Regions from separate parts of the Zea mays genome. Here region 1 is linked to region 2. Evidence: chromatin contacts called from public Hi-C data. All regions are on one chromosome and are shown on one strand. The core of a region is the stretch at or near the end of the contact, and the rest is flanking DNA. Distances in the headings are between cores, read along the strand shown. Region 1 holds the start of LOC100285671. Region 2 holds the start of LOC100280136 (Auxin response factor 16).

What was found. Hi-C and Micro-C count contacts between places; a contact is called where the count stands out from the background.
Region 1: a contact with region 2 is called in a Hi-C map of endosperm, with 2.1 times the contacts expected there. The contact joins the promoter of LOC100285671 here to the promoter of LOC100280136 in region 2. A contact is called at or near these places in 5 of 25 Hi-C or Micro-C datasets (ear, endosperm and leaf).

The regions. Positions count from the first base shown.
Region 1 is chr5:51,196,666-51,204,287 of Zm-B73-REFERENCE-NAM-5.0, reverse strand. It overlaps LOC100285671, which reads right to left and starts at 3,264. Exons shown (of 9, transcript NM_001367224.1): 1 at 2,762-3,264; 2 at 269-513; 3 at 95-179. The coding sequence starts at 3,079. It also overlaps the pseudogene LOC109939412.
Region 2 is chr5:50,932,241-50,939,443 of Zm-B73-REFERENCE-NAM-5.0, reverse strand. It overlaps LOC100280136 (Auxin response factor 16), which reads right to left and starts at 3,532. Exons shown (of 4, transcript NM_001361024.1): 1 at 3,236-3,532; 2 at 1,746-3,070; 3 at 667-1,658; 4 at 87-501. The coding sequence starts at 2,861. The coding sequence ends at 432.

The sequences.
Region 1 (7,622 bases), core at 2,015-4,514, 270 kb before region 2:
CTAAGGAAGATTCCAAAGCATAGCAACGGAAGTGCAGCAGGTAACCCAAACAAGATCATATAAGGGCCTTTGTGTCAATTTTAAGGATACATACCATTCCAGGTAGATAATTGGAGCCATCAAGTGCTCTAGACCACTGCTTATTTTTGTCAAGATTTAGAACCTGCTCCTTAGTGAACCTGCCAGAACAGTACACTAATTAGCAGCCTGTGTTGCCAAAGCCATCAAGTGCTATTGAAATGTAATGTTAGAAGCAATGAAGAAGCACCTTGGATTCAGAACATGTCGAATATCTTCTAACGATGGATCATTAATCTCATATCCATCAGGAAGACAGTAAGCCTTCTCAGTTTGAAGATTAATGAACACGTGATGGCCTGCTTCAAGGCTGTGCGTATATGCATGAGATTTCAACCCTCTTCCTTGGAAATATTTTCCACAGACCAAGCACGCATACACATTCAAATTTGACAAGGAGATTGAACAGAACTTCTCGAAATCAAAATCAAGAACCTGCAGAGCAGCACAAAATGAACTCAGCTGTAAATAACCACAAGACGTAATGAAAAAATGTTACATGGACCATATCAAAAAAATGTTACATGGACCAGATCAAAAAATGTTACAGGGACCAGATCAATGGAGAAATAAATCAGCAGAATACAGACTGTAGATACATAACATACACACAACAAGAGCCTGTTTGGATACCAGTACTAAAATGTTTAGTCACCTAAAATTTAGTCCTAGGCCATCCAAACAGGTGAACTAATGCATGGAGTGATTTTCAGTCCGTACCCCAACTAAAAACTAGTTCACTAATTGGCAAAGGGGAGCTAACGTGGACTAATAGTTACTAGTCCATCTATCCAAATAGCACAGGACTAAACTTTAGTCACCTAAAAATAAGTTGTAGCAGCTAGTGGACAAACAATCAGTGTTTTAAAGGGGAGCTGAAGTGGACTAATAGCTACTAGTCCATGTATCTAAATAGCACGGGACTAAACTTTAGTCACCTAACAATAAGTTGTAGCAGCTAGTGGACTAACAATCAGTGTTTTAAAGGGGAGCTGAAGTGGACTAATAGCTACTAGTCCATGTATCTAAAATCCTAAATAGCACAGGACTAAACTTTAGTCACCTAACAGTAGGTTGTAGCAGCTAGTGGACTAACAATCAGTGTTTTAAAGGCGTCGCCAAGTCGTCCAGGCGACAAAGATTTCTGAGCGTCCAGGTCACCAAGCTTGCGGGCGTATGGGTGCCCACTGCCCACCTCTCTTGTTAGGTGTCCAGGGAGAGGCGAAAGACCGAGAGGAAATATATGGCACGTGCTGGCTCTGCTTCTTCCATGTGCGCTCGCTATGAGTTGCCGCTGACGCAACCCCACACCCCATCTGTGCACATGAATTACTTTGATTTCGTACTGTCCGCCTGTCTGCCGCGCACAGCTTGGATTTCGTGCCATCCACATGGACCCAGGGCAAGGGTAAGTGGAGGGCTGCTCGGTCCTGACTCCTCGTTGGCCAGAAGCTCTGCTCTGTTCTTCACTGGTGCCCAGCCACAGCCTGGCTTCCTATCAGGCCAAATTGTCCCAAGTATTTTCTCTGCTCTCTCTCTCTCTCTCCCCCCCCCCCCCCTCCCTGAGTTCCTGTCATCTCAAACGCCAAAGGTTTCCTGTGCCCTGTTATTGCTTGTCGACTTCCTCCCAGTGCTTTGTTTTCAAGGTTATTAAAATGATAAAACGTTGGAACGCTCATGGGTGAAATTTTGACTTTTAAACGTTTAAACTTTGTTTAAACGTAGTTTTAAACAACATAGAAAAAAACCAATACATCATAATTTCAGACAATAATATGAAGTTAAATACCAATACAGAGAGGTTAGTGGCTTACCAAAACTTCACCCATGAGCTGGATTAAACCCCAAAAGTAACTACAAGACTGGGCCCAAAAGTAGCTAATGGTCTAAAATGCATAAAACACTGCGTTTTACAGTTTACAACGCCAAAACGCTAAAACGTGGTTTCAACCTCTAATTATAGTTTTGACGTTTAAACGTAGTTTTAATAACACTGTTTGTTTTATAGATGCTATCCTCCTCTCATGGTTCTTTCTCTGCTTCTCTGTTTGTGATTTATCCTATAGATATAGATGTGGAGTGGAAGTGATATTGGGAGTTAAGAGCTTTCATATTTGCTATTTTAGATGCATAGTGGAAGTGCTATTAAGGGGTGAAAGATTCCAGGTATGATTTGCTTCTAAATTTTAGTGGTGCTATATAATTAGTTAAGGTATTTGTAAGGCGTCGACTAGGCAATCACCTTATTCGCCTAGGCGGCTGGAAGGGGGTCGCTCACCTCGCCCTCTCACCTTTAAAGCATTGCTAACAATTAAACCTAGGTGACCCAAACAGGCCCTAAGTGTAGTCATATGTAATTGATATAAACAAACTATTATACTATACTGGAGAGACTACCAGGATGAACAGGCATAGTACAGACAAATATCAGGAGCTGCTAGGATGTTACTCCGCCATAATACTGGAATTCATTTTCAAGATACTGGTACATGTTAATCAGCCATTACAGTCTTCAAATCGCGTAGATTATATACATCTCTAACACAATCAGTAACTGATAATTCGACAGTAAATAGTACTTCGTCTATCTCAGGTCACTCTTGAGCTGTGAGCAAAACACGGCGTTTAAGCCAGCAAATTCGCACCAAGGCACACGAAATTGACATTGAATGCAAGTGCACACCTGTCTGTTCACGGTGTCGAGGTATGGGCAGTCCCGGCGCAGCTCTACCTGTCTGGGCCTCCTCTCAGGAGCCCTCCTCACGTCGTCGTCCTCATCATCATCATCCTCGTCGTCCTCTAGCTCAGGCTCCACCGCGTGTCGGCCATTCGTGTGACCCCTGGCCGCTTCGTCTTCCTCCTCGTCCTCGTAGGTGGCCAGCCCCAGCAGGGACGCGACCTCGGCGCGCGGCCGCTTCTCGGCGGCGCCCCCGTCGGAGAGGTCCTCCCCTTCCTCGCGGTCGCGTTTCCGCGTCGGAGATGGCTGCTCATCTGCGCCCATCGGCCGCGAAGGCAGGGGGAGGGGTCTAGGGTTTGGAGTTTGGGGCTCGGAGGATGGATGGAGGTTGGATGCGCGGGTTAGGGTTTCGTTTGGAGGACGGAGAGGCGTAGATCGCCGCGCGACCAGCACGAGTGACCGAAGACGTTTAGCTGAAGTTCAGCCTCAGTCTCCACACACACGAACTTGTGAAGTGGTGTGTTTAGATGATAGTTATGCAGAAATGGTGTGAACATCGCAGAAATTTTTTTGTGGCGGCGTGATCTAAAAAAATCGAGGGGGCGACATTGATCCTGTCTTATCCTACTTTCACCTTAAACCAAACACATCCTAAGTCATCTCCAGCTAGGGCTGGATAACGAGCCAGATCGTCTTGGCTCGTCCGAGTTCGAGGTGGCTCGTTAAGCTAATGAGCCAGCTCGACTCGACTCGTTAAGCTAACTAGCCATAGAGTCAACTCGGCTCAGCTCGTTTACGAGCTCGACCTGGCTCATTTAGCTCGCGAGCCAGACATAAAAAATAATATGTACATAATAATTATTTTTATTTAATTTCAAACTAATTTAACAATAAAAAATAGTAATTATACTCATAGTTTCACAAACCACGTCAATGTAACACCAAACTAGCACAATTCATTACTCATCAATTCACAAGTCACATACATGTTCATCAGTTTAACCTACAATTATATTTACATAGACCAATTTAACACATAGACATAGTTCATTAATCATTAGTTTAACTCATAGGACATAGACACCTCACATACATATAACATGTTCATCAATTATTCCATAAATGATATACATATAGTTTTGTTTTGCTGGAATATGGTAGCTCGTTTAGCTCGCGAGCTGGTTGGTTAACGAACCGAGATGGCTCGTTAACGAACCGAGCTAGGATGTGAGCTCAACTCGTGAAAAAATTCAAACAAGCCGATCCGAGCCGAGCCGAGCTGACCATGAACTGAGCGAGCCAACGAGCCACGAGCATTTCGTCTAGCACTATCTCCAACACATACTCTATCTTATTTATTATTTCAAACTTAACTATATAATAATGTTAAGAGTGTCATCGACAGTTTTGTGTCTTGTATTTTATACTATCCACCAAAGCACAGCGTAGTGCTTTGTAGTGAAGGGTTGTGTGGCAGCCTTTAGAGCTGGGCATAAAACCCGAGCCCGAAGCCCTATACCTGTTGGTCACTTGTTGTTAAATGTTGTGAATCAAGAACAATACAGCACAATTATTAAGTATTAAGGACCTTCGTCCTCTGAAGCATTACCTCATTTCGGATATAATGATCATCAGACGAAGGTCATGAAGGACATGCATTCATCATTTCATGGATAGATAAGAATACATAACGATAATGAATGTAATTCATTGGTTTTTTCACATTTATATTTCATAATATTAACATTAACATTAACATTAACAAAGTTGTTATTACATTGATACCTTCGGCTTGTTTGAAGGTCTTGATGCGAGAGTGATTACAATCCAACCTGAACAGTACGGTGCTACTGTTCATCTATTTATAGGCACGGGACGTAGCCCGAGTAAAAGTACATTTATGTCCCTGACACTTACTTATGACCATAACATAAATCATTAAGGACTAGCTGGTCCTTTTCCATTCCTGTCAGCATCATGTTTAGCCTTCATCACCATTTTAAGCCGAAGTTATTACTCTTCGGCTATAGCTTCGGCGTTCATTCTTATCGTCTTTGGATTATATCTTTACCTCGTATGTCTTTGCCATGGGAGAAAACTTTCGTCCTGAAGCCAAAGCTCCCTGTAATAATCCATATCATGCTGAAAACATGTGGTTAGTCATGTTTTTTAGGACCTTCGGAAGAGGAAGGCCCCAACAGTAGCCACACGCAATATTAATTTGTTTCTTTGTAACAAATTCAAACTGTGATGTGAATGAAGGCCATTAGCCGAAGGTCAGAAAAAACACCTTCTCTTCGCTAGAATAGCGAATCATTCTGAACTGTGGGTCCCACCGAGCGGTGGAGCTCTGAGTATCTCTACTACTTATTAAGGCTCTAAGGGTAGCCTGCCGTTCTGCCTTCGTTCAATCTGGAGCGTCCATCGCTGTTGTTCAATCTGGATCGTCCATCTGCATCGCTGTTGTTCAATCTGGATCGTCCATCCGCGCGCGCAAAAATTTGACACATGTTCACAATACCACTAACTGATTACAAGAGCTGATTGCTTTCTCCATAGCAGGCACGTTTATAAGTTGCTACCGCTCTCTTTTGCTGGCCGATATGGTACCATTTATTTGCGCCGCGGTAGAGAAGATGGAATTTATTTGGCTGGCCTATTTGAGGCCCATCTATCAATTCAAGTGTATACGGCCTATTTAGCAAAAAAACCTAGAGACGCCCGCACGCAGGCTCTCCGTCGGTCGCGCGGCTCTGGCGCGGCGGCTCTCGCGTGGCCGCTCTCATCCCGGCCGGCGAGCCTCCGTTTCCCGGCCGGCGAGCTCTCATCCCCACGGCTGACCAGCGCCATTACTCCTCAGCCCGAGGCGGTCACGCGGGCGGCACTACGGGGAGTGGGGACACACCAGGGCAGCGCCTGCTGAAGCTCATCTACCCGAAGCGTAGCGTGGTGGTGGTGCTGCGGCGATGGGCGGAGGAGGGCCGCACAGTGCAGAACTATCAGCTCAATCACGTCGTCAGGGAGCTTCGGAAGTACAGTCGCTTGAAACACACCATGGAGGTACACCGTACACCGCCCAACCCTTGCCATGTTTCCACCGTCGATGCTTCAAAACTCTCCCACTCGCCACCTACTCAACGTATTACCAACCTGATTCCTGACGTGACCCCACTCCCGTTCTCAATTTGGCATGTGAACAGATAGATCGGTCACACATCGTTTTCTGCTTTACAGCTATCACTTTCTAAGATTATCGGATTGGATTGCTACACTGGGAGCAATATATGGTATGACTTCATTATTTCTCTGACTACCTGATTATGTTTTAGTGGGAAAGAATGTCTTTAATTATCCAGTAAGCAGCACTTGGTTTGCCGCCAAATTCTATTGATTCCTTGTTCTCTGCATGCACGAACAGTGAAGCATGTCAAATTGTAAGATGTTTCAGAAGCAAGCAACTCAAGGTTAAATGATTAGCTCGGCTAAAGTGTTTGCCTTGTGTGCAAGGAGGTGCTATTTTTAGTGATCTCATCATCTAACCTTTGCGTGCGTTGTGCTAATTTGGTTAATTGATTTTCTTTATTTTTAAGCAATCAAGCTTAAATGATTAGCTTCTACCGAAGATCTAAAATTATGTATTTCCTTTTCCTTTTTTTCTCATAGCAATTTTCCCTCTTCTCGACTCTGATAGCTTATAAATCTGTTTAGTTCCAAACCCCATTTCCACTAAAATATGCTTACCGTATGGGCACAATATTTCTCCACAATAGATGGTCCAGGAATCCAGGATTACTCCAATGCCAATGATATGCAGCTTGCACTTGCACAAATTATTTCTTGGATTAGTTGCTCTTTTTTGTATGGTAAAGTAAGTACAATTGATTGATTCATGAGTATGACGACCTATTTGGAAGGTATTTTGTTGGACAATAGTTTCTGGAGTTAGAAGTTCCTGTTTTTGTGAGTTAGTTGAGGATTTGTAGCTAGGAAAATGAAATATAAATCCATTAGAATACTACAATACCTATTGATTACGATATCACAATATCTATTGATTACGATGTCACAAGTTGTAGGTGTGGAGTGTGAGAACAGTTCAGTTCACCTTCATGGTTTTCTGGGAACATAGATTTCGCTGAGCTTTATATATTCCCTCGCAGGGTAGGGTTTCAATAGAGTGGGGCAGTGGGCCTGATTGGTATGGACAATAAACACACTTTGTCATTTTGTGGTCCATGTAGATTTGGTGACTAACTTTTATTTGATCCCATAAGATTCCCATATTGTTATTTTATATTAGTAGTCTAAGAGCATGGTTTTGGTAGAGAGCACAATTATCCCACAAATAAAAAAAGAGTTTTGGTAACACTTATGGTTCCATTTCTCTACCATGAAAATATTAATATTTTATAATATATAATTAGTATCATTAGATAGATATTTGAATCTATTTTTAAAGAAATTATTGACATGTTGTGATGTGCATGGGTGGTCTGGGATAGTTGGTTGTGGAGCAAGACAGGAAATATGGGGGCAGTGCATGCTGCTAATGTTTAGTTCCGTTGTATTCTATTCTTATGTAAATTGCTAGCTACTATTTGTATCCTGATCATTGTAAACATTGTATGTTTTTGTACGGTGCACTTGCATACGTTCCTATTTTACTCTCTCTCACCTGCTTCTTTTTATGCTTCTCCTCCGGACGTATCATTGAACATAAAGACAAAGAAACATAAGGGCAATAACTATTGCCACTTCCTTGGTATTCCTTTTGGAATAGGCTTGTTGGATGTATTGAACAGTTATTTATGTTAGTTAATTGTAGGTGTTGTGGATTTCGAAGTGAGTTTTTTTGTTTTGATGATGC
Region 2 (7,203 bases), core at 2,283-4,782:
TTTTTTTTTTTTTGTTTACTTGATGATAGAGTAGTAGAGTAGAGACACAAGAGGCAGAGGAACAGAGCGAGAACAGAGAATACTTGAGCATCCCAGACAAACCAACCAACTAACCAAAGCACCTTAGTTATATCAAAAATACAAAAAAATAATAATAATCTTTCAGTAATCGCGTTCGCAAATCAACGGTCCGATGTACACAACACATCCGATCAGTCACTGTGACCAAAGGCAGCTGCATTATGGTTATGGCCACTTGAACTGACAGCAGAAGCAGCAGCATCAAGGTGTACGTACGTACTCCACTACTGTAGAGCTACTAGTCCGACAAATCTTTGGTCCTGGATCAGACGCACGCACGCGCTCCCGTTCCGGGGCGCCTCCCACTCCCAACCGAAACTGCCGAACCGCCGTCTCCTTGAGACTGGACTCTACCTCGCTAAGCTGTCGCTGCTCTCGTCCGTCAGTATGGTCAGCCTCCGGGCGGTCTTGGTGAACTCACTGCACATTCACAAGCATGTTACAAACCAAGCGTACATCAGTACCGTCCAGGCGTCCTAGTCCTAGCTTTCAAGCAATTCAAAGCCAAAGTACCCCCAATACTAATAGGATGCTTCCAAGGAAAGAACAGCCTGCCGCGAGGGTACGGAGTACGCACGGACGGACCTGAAAGGCTCGTCGCCAGGGTGCTTGAGCGCTCCGGAAGCGTCGTCGCGGTAGAACACGTGGCTGGTCAGCTCGGCCTTGTCGACGCCGAACATGTCGGCGAGCCTCTGGTAGAGCTCCTCGTACGACGCGACGGCGGAGAGGTCCAGCGTGCGCCCGACGTCCTCCGACTGCATGAACACCTTGCAGTGCCCGAGGAGGTCGTCCTCAGAACCTGCCGCCCTGTTGTTGCACTCCTCCTCCTGCCAGCACGCCCGCGCCGCCGGGCCTCCGCCACTGGACGTGCCGTCCTGGTTGCTCCTCCCAGGGCTCGACACGTCCGAGTTGCTCACCGTCCTCTCGGCCACGTCGTCGTCGTCGTCGGAGGGGCTCTTCTTCGCCAGCGCCGGCACGACATTGCCGCCGCCTAGCGATATCTGCTGCTCGGTGAGGATCGCTTTCCCGAAGAGCATCAGCTGCGGTGCCGCCGCCGTGGACGCCTTCTTGACGTCTGACGGTGGCTTCTTGCTCTTTGGGGTGCCGATGGTGAGCAGACACGAGACGTCGTCTCGGGCCGCCGGGTGGCCGCCGACGATGAGCCCGGCGGCGATCCTCGGCTGCTGCACCTGCACCTGCACGCCGTGGTCGAGCTGGCGGTGGAGCCCGTGCGGTGACAGGCCCGGCTGCAGCTTGTTCAGGTGGAGATCTGATAAGGATATGCCGAATTGAGCATGCCTGGCTCCCTGTATGCCTGCAGGAGTGCCGTCCGGGAAGTAGCACATCGGGCCACCGGCGCCGCCACGGCCGAGGAGGGGGCTTCCGTGGAACATCGGCGCCGGGAACTGGCCCTCCAGCGGAAGCTCCGGGTACAGTGGGACGCACAGCTTCTTCCTGGGCGGCGAGAAGGGCGTGGCTGTGAGGTGATGGATGACCGGCATGTTCGACACCAGCTCAACCAGCCATGGGCTCACCCTCTTCACGTTCTGTAACAGGTCCGGCTCATCCCAGGCGACCTGTCCCCGGCACACACACAAATCATCAGCATGCATTGCCGCAAGCAAATCATCAACTTTGATAGTTATGGAGCTTGGTTCGTTTACCTGGAGAAGCCTCCAGGGTGAATTGGGCCATCGGATGGGGTCAGCGACGTGCACGGCGGAGACAGTGCCCATGAACCAGCTGATCCGGGACGAGTCCTCCGTCTCGAAGGCCATCTTGAACCTCATCCCGGGGCACCACTGGGTGCGCATGGCGGCGCGCACCGCCCCCGCCTTGACGCAGAACTCTGGCGTGCTCGCCCTCGGGTAGTACACCACCTCGAACGGCTGCCCGCTCACGGCCAGGTTAGCGGCCTCGACGACCTCCTCTGGCCGCACCCGCACCCTGGCGGCCTTCCCCCTCGTGGCGGCCGCGGCCATCATCTTGCCGCCGTCCTCTTCCCCTCGCAGGAACATGGAGAACCCGGCGTACCCGCCGCCCTGCGGCGGGGGCGGCTGCTGGTGGTGGTGGTGCATGAACTCCGGCCCTCCGATGCCGCCCTTCTTGGCGCGCCGGATGCCGACGCAGAGGTCCCCGTTCTCCGTCCGCATGAACACGATGGAGTCCCCCGCGACGAGCTTCTTCTGGTTCACGAAGGTGCTCCAGCCGGTGGTGAGCAGGTGGCGCCGGGGCGTGCCGCGGTAGATGTGGCGGAACTTCCAGACCACGCCGTGCACGTCCTTGGCGAGCACGGTCTGCACGGGGGGGTCGGCCGAGTAGTCGAGCCGCGGGAAGATGGTCTCGGCGCAGTAGCGCGGCACGGAGAAGCCCCCGCCGTTGTTGGCGTCGGACTGCGTGAGCGTCTTGGCGAAGGACGCGGGCTTGTCCTCCTGCGCGCCCGACGCCGCCGCGGCGCCAATGGCGTCGTCGGCGTAGCCCGGCTCGTTGGGACGGACCGGGGCCAGGCGGATCTTGGCGAAGACCTCGTCGGTGTCCGGATCGGCCATGAAGCGGACGGCGGCGACGCGGCAGAGGACGAGCGCGGGGACCCGGCCGGCGGGGAGGTCCACGGGGCCCTGCGCGTGCTCCGCGTGGCCCTGCGGGAAGTAGTACACCTTGGAGTGCACCGCCGGCATCTGGACCATCCCGCCGGCGCAGGCGTGCCACAGCTGCGGGTCCAGGCACCTGTCACTCTCCCGCTCCCGCTCCATGGCCGCCGAGTCCACGAAAGTAATCATCTCCCACCGCCCACGGCCACGCTACCCGACCCGACCCAACCCGTAGCCGGAGGCGATTTCAGCGGAATTGGGCAAGATCTCCACCCACCGCGACAGCCTTTATGGATGAAATTTCACGCCTCCTCCACTAGCACGAGAAGAAGCCTTTCCGCTGGACAGCCGCCATCACCACCACCATCATGATCAGAGCCTACCGCTGAAGAAAAAGGCTGGGGGAAAAGAAGCAGCGGGAGGGGGGGTGAGAAGAAAGCAAGGGGGGTTTTTTTTTTCTTCGTTGGCCTCCGCCTCAGAAAATCTTGCAGGGAAAGGGAACCCAGGCAGCAGCACGGCAGGAGCACCACAAGATTGCCGAATTCATCCGGTCAGTCACTCACCTCCGGGCTTTGGCAGGCAGCAGCAGCTTCAGATCCCTCCAAAGCAGGGGCAGCGACGTATTCGGGGGGGCAAAATCGGAACAGCTCGACAGGGCTCGTCGTCTCCCTCCCTCGCTCGCTCCTCTCTGCTGCAGCCTCTGCAGCGCTTTGCCTCCCCACCCACAGGCTCTCTCAGGTGAGCAGCAGGCTCAGATTCCCCCAGACTGCAGCTGACATGGGGTTCAGCAAAACAGCTAAATAGAGAGAGAGAGAGGTCAGAGGAGGGAGAAAGGCAGGCAGTCAAGAAGGCGGGGAAGCAGCAGCCAATTCTGCATCTGAAGCAAGTACCACTGCCTACTAGTACTACTACCACTAAACTCCTGGTTAGTAGTGGCTTAATTAATTGTTTATTAATACCTTTTTCAGTTGCGCAGCCAAAGTGCCAGCGCTGATGATGATTTTTCTCTCCCCCCCACCGCACGATGAGCTGCATCATTGTACCATTATCCACTGCTGTCCCGTAGCCGTTCTCTGCTCTCTCTCTCTGAAATCTCAATCAGCATCAGAAGGAAACAAACAGACGGGACCACACGCTAAATCGACAAGTGTTGTTGTTTTCATCCTAGTGTTAGACAATAATGCGATGCTTTTTTTTCCACGGAGCTACTAAGCGTGTGTGTGTATACTGTATACACACACGCGCGCGTTCTCTTTTTCTTTTGTTTTATTTAGCTACCTTTTGAAAACTCTACTACGCCTGAAAACGCACAGGCCGAAACTTTTTGGAATGGCCGACTTGCATGACCGGCGGCACCGGCCGTGTTTCCGCAGCTTTCTCGTGACCACGACACATGGAGGGGATGGACTGAATCCGTGACTCTTCTTCTTCTTCCCGAGGGTTTCGTTTACGGCAGAACAGATTTTTTTTTTTCACCGGAGCTCATGGCGGCGTGGGGTGTTGATGAGTGTTGATGGGTGGCAGCTTTGCTTTGCTCGGTGTCGGTGATCATTGCCATGGAGCAGTGCTGCTGCTAGCTTTTCGTCGGATGAGGGGAAAGGAAAACTGGCACATGGTTTGACCTCAGTCGCGGTGGAACGAGCCCGGCCGACGAGGGCTACGAGTCAGTCACGGGGAAGCACTGTACATACCAGCTGAAGGAGAGGAGACGACGACGACGACGAGACGAAGAAGAAGAAAGCATGACGCCATCCTCGGCACAGGATTTCAGAAAGAAGAGCAGCAGCGACCGGTGGTGCCGCAAAATGGGCCAAGTTGCGGCCGTGTCCTCGCGCCCCGCTCTTAATTCTGACGTACCACATGTCGTTCCGACGCTGTCAAAAGATGGATCTCGATTCAGCTAACCACCGCACCTCACCGCACGCACGCGCACCTCGTCCCCCATGTACACGCGTCATCGCTTCTTCATCCTTAAAGAAGCGACGAAAATAATGCATGAACGGGCCTCGTCGTGTCGGCCTGGCGATTTTCCTTTTCGTTTCAACGGAACACGAACCAGCAAGCATGCAGCAGACCAGGGAACCATCGGCAGGCGGTTCCTGGTCATTAGTTCAAGTGTCGCTGTGCCATCTGGGACAGACGGCGGACAGGCGTGTAGTGTGTGGTCAAGTCGCTCGCGCTGTCGCCGTCGGCGACGTTGGCACACGGCCGGCCCTTCCCGGCGGGCGATTGGTCGCGTGGGAATGCCCAGCCCAGGTCACCTTGATGGCGGGGTGGAGTGGACTCGTGCTCTGCGGTTGCTCTCTCGGTCTGGTGTGTCTACTCTGATGTTGCCCGGTCATTTCGTCCCCGGATCCGGGATTAGGTGTGCGTGTGGCGACTTGCGTTGCGAGGCAATTAAGAATGCCATCCTTTTCTTAATTATTAATCAGGGGGTGTGACGTGAATGGAATTGATCAGATCTGACCACCAGACACCTGGGTTAATTAACCGGTATTCGCGGATTAAGAATCCCAGACAAGGTCGATGGATGGATGGATGGGCATCGCATCATCATTGATACAGGGACTAGTAGGGCAAGATCCTGCCGCGGCTCCGAGTTCCTGTCCCATTCCTCGCCAGACAAGTTGTAGCCAACCTGGTGACCGGGCATCTCTCCAACCATATTCTCTCTATCCTTCTTTTATGTATGTCCTTTATAGACTTTTTTCAAAAGTTTTTTCTGTTCTATATTTTATTTCTCTTCAACAACGTCTTCTATATCTCGTCCTCAATACATCAAAGATCTATATTAGAACATCTAGATTTTGTATGTACGTATTTGTCGTATTCTTAAATATTTTATATATATCTTAGTTTTGCTTAATCTAATGTCTAAGTAGAAAAGTGGATAGATGAGAGAAGAGAGGGTATCTATATAGAGAGGATGAATAAGTATCCTCTATATTTAGAGGAAACCTTAGAGAACACGTTGTTTAGGGTTTAGGAAGCGACATATTCCTCTTGTTGTGACGACTCGGTGGATTCTGCATTCACGTTAATTTGAGTGATTTTTCACAGCAGCGATTCTCACGGAAGCGGTCTAGGAACCGAAGCATTTGGCGCCTGAAGATGATTCTAACGGCCAGAATCAACCAGAAAGCCAAAACAAACAAACCCATATACCATTGGAGACTGTTTGAGTGTCAAGCTTGTTAGCAGAGACATGTGTCGATGGTTAAATGGTTAGGGTATGTTAGGTCGTCATTGCCCCAACTCTAAAAAGCTCGACCTAGCACGACGGCTGTAGTGTCATATTAATCCGACAGATAGGCATGCACCATAGGATGTGACCATGCCTACCAGGAAGTATGGTCCCGGGAGCTGGACCGCACATCTAAAGACCTAAAGACAAATCTATAGTATTGGCTTAGCCGATAAGCCTCAGATATAACATATTAAATATGTGACATTACAGTCCTAATAAGCATGTTGTAGCTATTAGCTAACATAAAGTATTACCAAGTATAAATATTTACACCAATTACCAACTATATCGTATCGAATGACACGGGTCCCGATGCTCGTGGATGTTAAGTGTCATACCTACCACTATGGTAGTTATGCCAACCGCCTAGTAAATGATGTCTTTGACACTGTGTCATGACTATGGCGGAACCGCTGTGCAAAGTCCTGCCTTAGAGGCAACGACACACTTGAACCGGAATAAAATGTCAGTCCGTCGGATCTAGTCCGATAAAACAACTTAAACCAGATCGAATACCACTTGCTCACTCGAAGGTGAGACACAGAGAAATACAATAATACATAATACCACAATTTAAGGGACACCAAATGTTAATATGTAAGACCCATGTTCTAGAATAAATAAAGCAGTGGATGTTTACTTATATTAGTTATGAACATTTCTATATGTGGCATACAATCCATAAGTCAAGAAGTTAATAACAATTTGGCACAAGACGCATTAAGTCATCAGATAAAGCAAGAGAAATTTCACAACACCAAAAATCAGATAACTGGTGTCGCGTCAGATTCCCAGGTCGCGGACCGTTCGGGCTGCCAGCACGGACCGTCCGTCGCAGATCCAGACCGTCCGGGTATGGGTTCCGGACTGTCCGACGTTGCCAGGAAAGTTCTCCTGATTGATTCAACTGATAACGAAGTCAATGCAATTGATTGGAGGACTCCTATAATTAATTACCTACAAAATCACAGTGTTATGACGGATAGGAACGTTCGACGTATAGGTTTCAAGTATGTTTTAATGAGTGATGAACTATACTGCCAAACGGTCAACGACGCCCTGCTTAGATGCTTGGGCCCATGTGATGCTATATTAGCAATGGCCGAAGTACATGAGGAGATTTGTGGTACTCATCAATCGGCTCCAAAGATAAAGTGGTTATTGCGAAGATCTAACTTCTATTGGCCTAACATGATAACTGATCGTTTCAAGTATTACAAACGATGTCAAGTATGTCAGAAATTCGGTGACTTACAGTTGGTCCCTGCAGCCGAATTACATCCT